Linked DNA regions of Bicyclus anynana: region 2 is linked to region 1. The links are chromatin contacts, called in public Hi-C maps. All regions are on one chromosome and are shown on one strand. Each heading gives the region's core, a stretch centred on a gene start, on an enhancer-like site or on the middle of the called end of the contact. The rest is flanking DNA. Distances are from core to core; before and after follow the strand shown. Region 1 overlaps LOC112058583 (protein winged eye). Region 2 overlaps LOC112058583 (protein winged eye).

Region 1 (7,241 bases), core at 3,050-5,549:
GGCGACCCCGCACCGGAAAGCGCAGTGTTCGATCCCCTACTAGGTGGACCGAGGATATCAAGCGAGTTGCAGGGAGTCGTTGGATGCTGGCGGCTCGAGACCGTTGTGCTTGGAGGTCCATGCAAGAGGCATATGTCCAGCAGTGGACGTCTATCGGCTGATAATGATGATGATGATGTGAAGTCTGCCAATCCACATTGGGCCCGCGCGGTGAACTATTAGCCTAATCGCTCTCATTCTGAAAGCAGACTCGTCCTCAACAGTGAGCCGATCAGGGGTTGTTATTGATGATGATGGTACGGTGGCTGTCTGTGACAAGGTGTCTACTGTCTGTGGATATTATTCGTTCAACGAGTCAGTACATTTAAGTAATTCAGTTATTCATTCATTCACTGTTCTTTTGCTTATTTGCCGTTCAATATATTTTATTAATTAATAAAATTAATAAAATTAATAAATGAGACAGTCGACCTACCCCCATATACCAATATGGGGCATGTCAGACTATTGCAACCTCGCGATCCATGTAGAAAAATGCCAAACGTTTTGTAGAAGTTTCCACGAAGCCATTCCAAGAAGCCAAGGCTGCCTGTCCACCAAAGCGAAGCGAGTATGCGGAGCGGAATTGCAGACTATGTTAAATAAATAAATGTTAAATTTAATTATTTTTTTAAATTAAACTAGCTCGCATGTCCTAGTCCACTTAAGAGGAGCGGAGATTTTGTCAATCCTATTGGTTAATATATTTTCTCCGTTTCTATGCTCCGCTGCCTCGCTCCGCTTCGGTGGACTAGTAGCCTAATGTAGCTACATAGTTACAATGCAGCGAGTTTCCGAGAAGCAAGAACTGGTCTGAGTCAGCTGCGAGTGGCGACCTTAGCCCGGTGCAGAGTGACACACTTCCGGTGCATTGCTCATAGCCTGGTAACACCGCAGAATAGGTGATACTACCAGTTACCAAACATGTGATTGAATAGGTAATTGGATTGGTACATTGAGGTATACGTAACTTGGGCCTGTAGCCATGTGACACGTCGATTATTTTTCTACAAACGTTAACGCTTCGAAAACTAAGAAAATTTATGGGAATGGCAGATCCGGATGATAACTTGATCATGTGACCTGTCGCTAGCAAATGTCATTTCCATACATTTTTAGTTTTGGAAGCGTTAGCGTTTGTAGAAAGAGTATCGTCGTGCCACGTGGATACATGGCCAGGCTGCTTTAGGAGGGGATATGGAGCTTCGACCCACCACAGCTCCAATGCGGGTTGGCGAGATTAGGGTGAACATTTTAAATGAACAGCCACTATCGGATGTTGATGATAATGAACGGAACCGACGACTTAACGTGCTCTCCATGGCACGGGGTGTAACATAATCAACTACCCAACTCCAGGCTGAGAATTTAACTGAAAATTTCTTAGAAGAAAGAAAAACTGAGTCTGTCATCTACCCAGGATTCAAAACTATGACCTCATGATCCGAAACCCTATAGGATAACCACTGTGACACAATGCTGTGTACAAAACATACAAAACCGTCCGTATTACTTAAAACAGTGCTTTGACTGTAACATAAAATGGCTACCTATTTGTAATTGTATTATAACTAACGCAATATCCTGCCGCTCTCTGAAACTGTCGCTCGGGGCGGCGAGGGGCGCGGCCGGCGAGGGGGGGAGGGGGGCAGCAAAGGTTATTGCAATTTATTGCTTTATGACTCGCTCATTTTGAGTTAAGGGTGACCGAGCACGGGGCTGTACAACGCTTTGACGGTAGACCACAGCGTTGCTGCAATAGTCGTCATCATAACTATCGGCCTTTAATTATATTATTGTCTACTGGAGGACGGACATTTATTAAATATAAATAACAACTTATTTGTTTACACTTAATTTATTTTTAAAAATAAATCTTTTTTCCGTCACAATACGCGCCGATACTCAAGGATTCGCCGTCACTAGCTTAATTTACCCATCTGTCTTTTGATCTAACTGCCAAAGTTTATGTACTAATATGATTATTTGAACAACAATGGTTGATTGAATATTCCTCTCATGACGGTTATTTAGTGAGGAAGTTCCGAGTATTTTATATATTCTCGTATTGACCATATGAATATCATTATATACTGTACGTGTATAAACTTTACTTTTTACGCATTCTATATATAAAAAACCCATTAAAATCCTTTGCATAGCTTAAAAGACTTAAGTGTACATATCGGCTGTATATCACTCAGTTGTATACTGTTTAGAGATAAACGTTGTAATGCAGATGCCCTAAAAGTAAAGTAAAGCGTATTTATTTCTCATAAAGCATAGTTCACTAAGCGTTTTATTAACAATTTTCCAGGTATTAAAATACCTTCAGCGTAATATGTAATGTTATATTCGATTACGACTGTAGTTTAAAGGTCAAAGTCGCTTTGTGTTCGCGATCTTTAATATTGTATGAATGACGCATGCGTTTTAGAATTGCATATAAATGCCAATACCTGTAAATAAATGATAAACGATTAACGAAACGATAGAATTTTAACGATGCAGCATTTTAAGCTGGAATAAAAACTGGTCATATGGAAGGAAGGTATATTACATGAGTATACATATAAAAATAGTTTACTTACGAATACCTACAATAAAATATAGAAACGGAGTGAAATTTTACGCTAATATGCAAAACTACTAAACGGATTTTAAGATTTTTTACAAGTAGATTAAGGTTACTTAGATCAGGGAAAACATGGCATTAGTTTTTTTTTTTAAAGAATATTTGCCATAAACTTTTTTTTAAAATATGATCAATAGATATAGAGTGACTGGTATTTTTATAAATCGAACGTATAAAAAATATATAAAATCAACCGAAATATTTTCGGACTGGCTATTGCAAATATATCAAATTGACGAGGAATATTCTCCGGAAAACTATCTTTAATTAAAAACATTAGTTAGGAAAATACGATACTACAGTCAGACAAGCAGACGTGGTAACTTGTCAAACCCTCTATTCCGTCAGTGGTTAAAAATGTGACACAATTAGCATTAGGGGCGCATACGAGGGTAGAAGCAAAAAAGCGCGCCAAAGCACGGGAAGTTCGGCCCGTAGGCGCGGAAATGAGACGCGCTCGGGTTATCGATGTTTCTCGGAACAGATAACTTATCTTGGACATGTAATAAATTATAATGAGCTCGGTTTCGGTATCGATGTTCCTCTTAACCTAACTGGAATTATAAACGCGAATGTCAGTTTGTTACCTATTATAATAACTATATATTCTTTTTGCAATAGTTGTCTGGAAATAGTATCCTATTATACTATCCAGAAAAAGTACTTTTCCAAAATTAAAATGATCGTCTGGCTACTTGATTCATAAAAATTGGTTAATTTTACAGCCAGGTATAGTCTGACGACTTCTGGTGGATGGCATACCTTATTATGTACATATAAGTATTAACAATATTGTGTCAGGTAAAAGATAACGTTTATTTAAGCAGTGCACATCACACAATCTCAGAAAACACAATTCATGAATGTCATCATACCCGGTAATTTATTATATTTATTAATAATATGTTTTTGCTAAACTCGCGACTCATTTTTCAATACATATTATAGTGAATGATATTTATTGTAATCTGAACTAGCAAACAATTTTTACTATCCCCAATAAGATTTACAACAAACATCGTTTGTCCGTCAACTGGACAACGTCACCACTCTCTACTGGTTTACATTCCGCGGTTATCGATAGTCATCACATCACTATGCGCCATCAAGAGCGAGCTAAAAGATACCCAAAACATTTGACTGTCACTCGACAACGCGTCCTTATCTTTTGAACCGATCATCCCTTTACGAATTCGAACATCTACAACGATCCGATCGTTCAAAATTGGTATTTATCGATGTGTGATTAATCGATTAGGCTTAGTCCTAAGTAGCGATAAATAATAATAATCGAAATTTATTAAAATATTCTTTCTAATTACAGAATCGTAATATGCATGCTTTGACCTCGAATTATGCACTCGCAAAACCTCACAGCACCAAATATGAGAAATTTTCACTACAGTTCGTTACATGTAGGATAGAGCGGGTGACATTTCGTTTCACTCTTGAAAGTTTGCCGCAATACGATAATACTACGTATTCTGAACGTCATACAGGCGACTGTCACTGTACCCATGCTATCTGAAAAACACTTTAGTTAGCAAAGCTTTCGTAGCGGCGCGGCATCACCCGCGTGACTATTTCTTTACACGTTATGGCAGTCTGGTACTTTGCGAGACGCCGCCGTCAGTCTCGCGGTCATTCTTACTCACTCACTGGACTCACCCACCACACACACCGTAGACACAGTAAAAATATATATTTTTATTGTGCCGTAGATGAATGAAATATGTATCTTAATGCATGTATAAGTAGTAAGTTATCATATTTGTTGCAAAGGGTATCAAGACGAAGCAACTTTTTAATAACAACTATTATTGTAACTAGTAAACTAGTTTTAATATCACACGCTGTGAAACGTGATAGATACCATATTCCTTAATCGAAAAGACTTATGAAGTAAAGCTAAACTTATGAAGTATTTATAAGTTCACTAGAAACTAAAATTCTAAAGTGGTTAAATTATAGCCACTTTAGTATTTTAGATAGGTTGGATTTATATTTATATCAGCTAGCTCTGTCTGTCCTCCCTTTCCTTTCTTTTCTTTTTTATTAATTTATGTTGTTACTGTACTGTATAATTAATAATTATCATTAAATAATATTTTTTTTTTAAGAAAAAACTACCCGTCCATCAATCGAACCCATATCTGTACTTAGTTGTTGAGAGTCGAAGTTGTTGTTGCCGTGCATACATTTTGAAATGTATATTTATATCGATATCGATGTATTAGTCCACGGTAACAATGCACATCACCGGAGGTCGCTACCTGAGCCTGGGCTTAGGTAGACGGTTCTGGGAAGCGCGTCACTTGATAACAGCGAGGAGTAAACAACTCTCAGTTTACTACGAAGTTCCCACAGAACACAGTAACTCTTACATCGACAATATTCCGCAGTATAGAGTAGTATATCCGATATGTTGTTTTCATTTCCTTGGCCAGAATGCTCAACAATATTTTAATCATATGTAAAACTAGCCTACGCCCTCGCGTTTGACTCGCATGGTTTCCGTCCTGTAAGTACTCAGTGAAGATGTAGTTGCCTAATGCTAAAATAATTTGTAATATCGATCAAGTAGTTAATGGGTTAAATTGTAATAAACAAACACACGAAAAATCAAACCTTACCTCTCTACAATCAAACCTTACCTCTTTTCACTTTAGACAGACGTGATAGCCCAATGGATTTGACCTCTGCCTTTGATTCGGAGGGCGTAGGTTTGAATCCGATCAGGGGCATGCACCTCCACCTTTGCAGTTATGTGCATTTTAGGAAATAAAATATCACGTGTCTCAAACGGTGAAGGAAAAACATCGTGAGGATATACCTGAGATTTTTTTTAATTCTCTGCGTGTGTGAAGCCTGCCAATCCGCATTTGGCCAGCGTGGTCGACTAAGGGCTAAGTGTGTGTGAGAAGAGAGGCGTGTTTGCCCAGAGAATGCATACCTACAATAATTATTATAATATTTGCGGGGACGATAATTAATATGTTCATTCTAATTTTGAAGGTATTTAAACTTAGACGGCAGGAAACAAATGTCGGAAATTTATTAACAACATACATTCAACGATTCCGGCATGATATTGCATAGAATTTAAGGCTTTTGGGGTTATATGTTCAATAAACTTGTATTTCTACCAATTTAGCCCGTAACCACTACATAACATGCCGTAACCATTTTTGACTGCCTTCTTAATTCTTATTGCAGTAAATGTCATTGAAAAAATTAAATCACAGAAAAAAGTCGTAGGCAAAATAGTCTTATTTAAAAAATATATTCATTGGCTATAATATCGGCTATATTACCTACTTAATTTATTTATAAAATTTTCAAGACCAAGTAAACATCATCATCATCATCATTATTATCAATTATCATGTCTGCCGATGGACGTCCATTGCAGGACATAGGCGGCATGGGCATAGGTCTTCTTGTAGGGACTTCCAAACATCACGATACTGAGCCACCTGCATCCAGCGAATACCTGCGACTCGCTTGATAAACAAATACCAAAACAAAAAACTGACAAAAAAAACTCTCAAGTCTTAACCGATCAACCTCACTGCCACAAACAAAAAAACACCAGGAGTACATAACTGTGCAGCGGTCGTGCGCACACGCATGCTATCCTATCATTACTAATGAGTAATAACAAAGCGCAACGACAGTGATTACAAGTTGTAGGGCACCAGCTGTCCGGGTTATCGCCGACACTAAATTACGCCCTAACGTGCGCGCCGCGGGCGGAGACGTGCGGCGGACCTAGTTCGTAAATTATCTATAAGTACATGGATCTCTTTACAGAGATACTTGCTTTTGCCCTCGGCTTGTTTCAAATGAATTTAGTCTTAATAGCTCAACAGTGGAAGGCTTGAATGAAATTCGAAAGGATACAATTTCAATTATCAGCTTTATAAATGTTTATCACTCGCGAAAATCGCGTGTTTTCGTTTAGTTGTAAAAGGCTTAGCTTAGGCTAAGTGCTGTAGAAAAGTGAAATTATAAGTATGAACAGTTCTTAAATTAAAAATATATTTTAAAGGCACAAAATAAATTAGGAATAATAATTGACCGTTATTGAAAGAGTTCAATTTGTCACTTCCTTGACTTTCTTACTTTGTTTTGTTATCATTAACTAAGTGTTATTAAATTCTATTGCGTAATTTTTCTTATTTGAAACATTCATTCGCCAAAGTGGAAATGGCTTAACCTTTACGATTTAACTCAATTGTTTTTGTAAATTGGGTATAAAAGCTGGATTAAATTGGGACTAAATAAAGCCGCTGTAACGCCGTACCTTTTAACCAGAAAGCACTAGGCAAGCGCGTTTCGCCACATACTCCAACATTGCATTTAATTAAATGAATGTATAGGCACCACACTTTCTTTATTAACCGACTTCCAAAAAGGAGGAGGTTCTACGTTCGGCTGTATGTATGTTTTTTTTTTTTTTTTTTTTTATGTATGTCCAGCGATAATTCCGTCATTTGTGGACCGATTTTAAAAATTCTTTTTTTGTTTCAAAGGGTTTGATTCCAGGGTGGTCCCATTTTTTTCA
Region 2 (7,241 bases), core at 1,725-4,224, 48 kb after region 1:
GTCATCCCTAACTAATCACAAGACGAAATTCTCCCTCTGTGCTGCGGCGACCCTCGGCCTGTCTAGGGAACGTGTTTCTCGATTCGCTACGCCCCTAGTATATGCCACAATGTTTCTATTTACCACACAAAGAGACAAGAAATAGACAAATATCACTTAACTAAATAAAAAAAGAACCCGGCCAAAATATATTTTTTGCTATCCTGTATACTCCTTGTAACATAAAATACCTATGTAAAATGACATTAAAAAAAAAAATAACTAATACTAAAAGGAAATAAAGCACAAAGGTTTATTGTTTGATCGTTTATTATTCAAATTTTCTCAGTATATATTAATATTATATACCATATATACTAATATTATAAAGCTGAAGAGTTTGTTTGGTTGAACGCGCTTATCTCAGGAACTACTGGTCCGATTTGAAAAATTCTTTCAGTGTTAGATAGCCCATTTATCGAGGAAAGTTATAGGCTATATTATTTATCCCCATATTCCTACGATAACGGGTACGATGCGGGTGAAACCGCGGCGTCTGCTAGTGATAAATAAAATACAAGCTTCATATTATTATTGAGAATGTTATGGGTATTAAAAACCACACTATATATTAATAGTAAAACACCTCTCTATTGCTTTGTTTTTAGTGTTGTATGCTTTCAGTATTGTAAATTGTAATACTGGCGTGTTGCATAATAATAGTTAACCTGGAAGTTACCAGGCGTCTCATTGTTGGTCTGTACAAACGTTACCGCCTTCGTTCGTGAACAATTTGCTTTGCTGCACTGTGAAGTTTCAATTTTGTAAATGCACATCTGAAATTTAGAAAATGAGCAGGGGAAAGCCATGACAACTAAATTTCCACCTTATGACATCTCTTTAAGACTGAGTTATGTTTGTAAAAAGAATGCTCAAGGGCAAATTCGGCTTAGCTCACCCCACGGATGTTTGCGTATAGAATTTGCTATGATGTAGGGGCCCGCATATCGACATGTATTAGAGAAGATATTTTTAATAATTAGTCGGTCGGGTCGGCCTGCCTACGAAATAAATTATGATAAAATCGATTTAAAATGTATTTTTTCCCCTATTTTATATGTACATAAAATACAAAATATACAAGTAAAAAATAATTATACAATATAATCAGCCAGTAAGTACTACATCAAACTATTTATTTAGAATTGTTATTAATCCATGCAAATACACATTTTATTTACCTAATATAAATAATTTAGCTGTTGTGAAATCTGAAAAAACAAGACAAGAAACACTTTTCATTCTCTGCTATCCTAGTATTTTTTTTCATAGGTCTCGCGCTTTTTATAAATAAAAATTTCACCGCTAAATAATGTAAATAAATTAAGAACAGTATTTTTTCTGTTTTGCATTTTTAATGTGTTATTTTCTATGAGGCTGCTAAACAAATAATTGAGTCGTGTGCTAGATAAGTTTCATTTATATGTATGTCAAAACTAATCGTGCAGTTTTATTTTTATTATCATCATCACTATAACTATAACTCATACTATTATGTGCTATTACCGCAAGGCACAGGGGCCAGCTCCAACAATCAAAAAGGGAGATTCGGAGATCGGATCACCCACCGTGCTCCATAGTGCTATAAGTTTAGGATGACACTGTTGACTCTGTAATGATTACTATCAGATGTTAATGATTACAACCGGAATTGACAACTTACTGCTTTCACGGCACGGGGAACCATCAAATTATTTCACAGTCTGCGAATATTGATTATATAACGTCGAGCGTGTTATCATCCCGGCCAGATATCTAATATCGTCTCTGTGTTCTCACCTTACTAACGGCGAATACTCAGGCATCCAGTATCCAGGATAATCTATCAACAGCTTGCTCTTCAATATGACTATAGATCTTGAGATAATAATAAGTATCTTACGATGCCTACGAAGTGGCGTCAGTTCCTGTGCATCGATATTTATCATTACTGCCTTTAATATTGCAGCCAGTAAACCTGTCATGCCCTGTACTTGCCGTGTGATTAGAAAAATTTAAGTTTAAGTTAATTAGAGAAATGTAATTGTTAAAGTTGTAAAATTTGCTTGAAATCTAGAAAGATAAATGTGTCAAAATACTTGTTCCTCGTTCACGGGATTACCGCCGTGATAAAAACCGTATTTGTACCGTATAACCGTATATTTACAATAGCTCACTTGAAAAGAAAAGTTTTCGCTGATCTGTTCTTTTTGAGAACCAAAAATCGGATACAGAAAGTGAACCCACGAGCAGAGACGGCGCGTATTGAGGAGGTTCCTTGTTCAGTTCCTGGCCACCGATTGCTTGGACCCTCAATCACTCCTACCAGGAGACTTGATGGTTTTAAATAGATTTAAAAATATTTGTATTTTTTGTGAAAGGTATTAAATTTTATTGGAATCATGAATTAATGGAGGATGGTGTTACTCATAAAGTAGAATAATGCCATCGCAGAAGATCCGTACAGCAGTCTGCAATAGACCGTAACAGTAACGCTATACCGGTCCGGCGTCCGCGGCGCCGTGCTATCGTCTATTTACGCTACGCCTCGCTACACTGAGCACGCAACGCGACGTAGTTCTATTCTAGGATAGGGACGCTATTTATCTGACCTAGAATAGAATCGGCGTGAAAATAATAAAACGATCCGCCGCCACGCCGTTTTCTAGATAAATAAATAAACGAACTTCAAACGAACGAAATACACAACAAAAGTGCAACTATTTTATTTTATCGATTTCTTTACATATTTTCAGTACGCTTTTTATTGGTTGATTTAGCTTATTTTATGTGGAAAACTAGGCTAGATTTGTTTGGTCGGAAAATCTAGGGGCACGAATGTCATTCGGCGTCGGATAAACCCTTTTCTTCAGCGCGCGTGATACTAGGCTATCAGCAGTTACTAGGAGATATTACGAGTCGTCGTGAACGTTTCGTGGTGAGTGGGAGCGAGATAGACTTACGCTTGGAATGCTGTTGTTGGAACGGTACCTTGCGGTGAAGGTCAACTGATACGATGTACAGTGTAAGTAGAAATAGAGACTTTAGTGCATAGTTTCGACAAAAATAAATCCAATAAGTTATATCTATAGTCGTTTAGGTATTTATTAAAAGTTCTATTAACTAATAAACTATTCAGGTAATTATGACACCGAAAATGTTGTCATAATTTAATTCATTATAAATTGCACATAATACAAAAACAAACTAATATGGTTTTAAAGTTTTTCTTTATACCTATGATTTATTATTATTATTTATTATTTATATTTATTATTATTTATTATTTATATGAGTAAAAAAATAAGTACTGAAATACATTCTTGTTGCTAACTTTAGTGGCTCAACGTTCCATTAATTTCTTGCATTCATGCATGCCATTCAAAGAAACTAAATGTAATTTTTAAACAATGATGTGAAACATAAACAAGCTCTCTGTACAAATATACTCTGTGGCACTACGTAGAAAAAACAGAGACGGAGTGATGAGCAAAAGCGAGACAGACATACCAGCACGTGCTTGTAGTTTCGTAATCATCTTTTTGCCTCCTCGCGCGACTGCCACTCCGATATTACATCTATCTCATTGTGGGAATTTGTTTCGTGAGAAAAGTTTTTTTGTTTTTGTTTATATTATTTGATCCGTATGCAAATTTCGTTAATCAAGGAAGCGTTCTGACGCGTTGGTAATTCTATACACACGTTTTAGATTGCTTAATGGATTTAATAAGACGTTGTTTAATTGAATAACCTTATTAAGTAAATGACCTCCTTTTGCGCTGAGAACTGGGCCCTCATAGATGATCGGAAAAGGGATAAATACAGCTCAGAATTGCTCTACTAGCTTTGATGAGAACGATCGTTCGTACCCGTAGTTTGGCAGTAGGTACGAACAAATGAATGTTCTACAAAATTACTTATATAAAAACGGGAAATGGTCCGCGGTTTCATCCGCGTAGTTCCCGTTCCGGTGTACATATGGGGATAAAATAAGGCCTATGTTACTCGATGAAGATGTGGCTTTTAAATTGTGTAAGAATTTTTGAGGTCAAGTAGTTTTTCAGTTGAAATCGAAACAAACAAAACAAACGTGTGCTTTAGACCACACGCTAACGTTAAAAGATTGAAGTAAAGCTTTTTTCTCTCCCTCTCCTATTTCCCTCTCAACGACTGTTCACATCGCCCGATAACACTTTTTGTAACGCATTACTTACGTACCTACTCCCCAAATCAAGCGTGTGTATTTTACTTTACAAACGAAGTTTTGTTTCAAAAAAATCTAATCTTTCCTCTATAAAATCCTATTTAATGAGTATCAAGTGACAAGGTTCTATATTAACTTCAAGGTTATAACTAGCTGAGAACTATTGTAAGAACACTCCATTATACATTTTTAAGGCTAGCCTTTTCGAACCTGGGACCTGATATAATCTGAAGCTACCTTTACCACCGGATCAACAGCAGTTTAAAATTAATAAGTAGACCGTAGATACCTCGGGCCGCATGTAAAACCGACGTCAGCGCCCGGAAATAAAACCGGTCCAGTCACATTTCAAGCCGGCACAATTGATTACTGACCCCACGGGATTACAAATTTACTATTCACGGGACTGTACTAGGGCAACATAATGTATAGATGATCTTATTTTTAATCATTTCGGTATATGCCGTTTGCCGACAAAAAGTCAAAGACCTCTCAATGGGAGTTTACAGTTAAGTAAGCATCTATGCTCATAATGCAGTCCTAGTGCAAAATTGCGAATTCACTGGAAACCACAGGTACGTTTCGTACAGGTACTAAAAGATAGACGTTTTTACACGCTTTTTTTTACATGAAGGTAAAATATTAAACGTAGCTTCATCTTTTAGTATACTAGAAATTGTTGCACTTTTTTGCCATCTAACTACACAAACCGGCATTTTTAGGGAGCTCAACGAAAACGATTTCATCATCGATTTAGAAAAACAGATTTAAAAAACAGTTAGATCGTTGATTCTTGATCTTTGACAGAGGGGTAGGTAACGTCTGGCTAGGCAGGTTCATAATCAATTTATCTGAGGTGTGAAATGCTAAGGAAGATAAAATAACTTTAAATAGTTTAAAAAACTAAAAAAAACACACTTAGCACGCACTGATTTTTTTTTTCGTAATCCTGACAGCAAACCCTTTCATTTGATATCCATATCATGGGGGTGGATTTCAAACAGCTAGTCCGTCAATTTGGGGAGGCCGCCATATTGGATTTGTAATGAATTTCTTAGCTAGTCATGTATTGTCATCAGAACTCGGAGCGTGTGCAAAATTTCATCCTAATCGAAGAGCGGGGAGTGGGTCAAATTATGATTCCAAGATTTTCTTACATACATAGTTAGTTACAAGTGAAGATAATTAATTCGTGTTAAAAACACGAAGTGTGAGATGATCCTCATAATAATCCAGGAATCAAATGAATTCAGTTCGCATCATCTAAAGAACACGGGCCAGGCCAGGCTTACTAGCTTCGTGTAAACCTCGCTTTATTACTGTGAACACTACTAGCCACTTGCCGAATACGAAGACCCTTCAGTTTCCGTGTTCGGCTAGTGGCTAGGTAAATAATAATAAGACTTATGCACACTAAACAAAAATGTCTTTATTACCACAGATTTTCTACTAGTACAAAATCTATGTTTATTACGTAATTGCGCGACTACCCGCGATATGCGACTATCGTCATTGCATATTTTTCTGCAATAGGTACCTATGCATAATTGCATTTTACATATTTAGCAACCACATCATTAATTGATTCATTGATTCATCATCTACTACATACATGTAAATAAAATTAAAGTGTATGTCTGCGATATGAATATACGTAACTATGTTTCTCAAATGCTTTTAGTTTACCTAATTACCTACTAGAGATGTGCCGACTATGACTTTTGCCAACTATCCGACTAGTGGGTTTGTTAAGAGACCGACTAATCGGCCAAGTAGATCATGGTTTCGGAGTGATACTTGATATTTAATTTATTAAAATGCACACAACTGAAAAGTTGTGAGGTGCATGCCCCGGGCCGGATTCGAACCGACACCCTCCGAAATTGGAGGCAGAGGTCATTTATCCCTCGGCTCTCACGGCTCTTAGTTTAGGTACAGCTAATTTATGCGTCGCCTGCAAGTATGTTTATGTTTATCGTTTAGGTACTTGGCGTTTATTTTCTTAATTCTTGTTCTTGAGTATTGAATGCCGAGCAAGCGAAGGATTATTAAAAAAAGGAATCCTGAGCGTCGCGAGACATTCCCTTTAAAACTAGTGGCCAACTGCGATAGTTGCCGACTAGTCGGCCCATCTACTATTTATCTATCTAAATATATACGATACTTAAACACGAATGAACTTTTTGTTTTATTTTTGTCTGTCTGTTTGTCTTGGCTAATCTCTGATACAGCTGACGGCTCGGGCTTTCACTAGAACTACTAGGTATGTAGAGCCGTGATAGCCCAGTGGATATGACCTCTGCCTCTGATTCCGGGGGGCGTGATGGGTTCGAATCCGGTCCGGGGCATGCACCTCCAACTTTTCAGTTATGTGCTTTATAAGATATTAAATATCACATATCTCAAACGGTGAAGGAAAACATCGTGAGGAAACCTGCATACCAGAGAGTTTTCTTAATTCTGTGCGTGTGTAAAGTCTCCAATCCGCATTGAGCCAGCGTGGTGGACTATTGGTCTTAACTTTCTCATTCCGAGAGGAGACTCGAGCTCAGCAGTGGGCTGAATATAGGTTGATAACGAACTACTAGGTAGGCATGTCTGACTATCGCAGGCTCCCAGTAGGTACATACGGTGACAAGCACAAACGCGTTGTGCACAAAATCACGAACATTGACAGGAATTTGAGTTGACAAGCTTTTGCCTATAAAATGACAAAGGTCTGGTCACACAGGCTCTTACCCCTTCAAGGCTTGTCCCATTGACCCTTGTCTATTGCTATCGGTTAAAGGCGTTCTGGAGATATAGATGTAGTACGTATACCTACAAATTATGTGATACAGCGATGATATTTTCGACAATATACAATTTGCCTAATCTATACAAACTAGCCCTCTTCCCAACGTTTCACCCGCGTGGAAATACTGGAATAAAATACTGCCTCTGACACTCACAAATAAGTGGGCTTTCTATTGGTAAAATAAATTTTAAAATCTGTTAAGTGGATCTAGAGATTACCCCC

What was found. Hi-C and Micro-C count contacts between places; a contact is called where the count stands out from the background.
Region 2: a Hi-C map of whole larva shows a contact between it and region 1, with 3 times the contacts expected there. The contact joins two enhancer-like sites. A contact is called at or near these places in 2 of 2 Hi-C or Micro-C datasets (whole body and whole larva).

The regions. Positions count from the first base shown.
Region 1 is chr11:16,788,167-16,795,407 of ilBicAnyn1.1, forward strand. The region is part of intron 1 of LOC112058583 (protein winged eye); the gene reads left to right. Among protein-coding and RNA genes, the nearest start is that of LOC112058583, 45 kb to the left of the region's middle. Within about 2 kb of position 4,300, at least 8 of the 8 cell types and tissues checked have open chromatin away from gene starts, as enhancers often do.
Region 2 is chr11:16,837,002-16,844,242 of ilBicAnyn1.1, forward strand. The region is part of intron 7 of LOC112058583 (protein winged eye); the gene reads left to right. Among protein-coding and RNA genes, the nearest start is that of LOC112058582, 38 kb to the right of the region's middle. Within about 2 kb of position 2,975, at least 8 of the 8 cell types and tissues checked have open chromatin away from gene starts, as enhancers often do.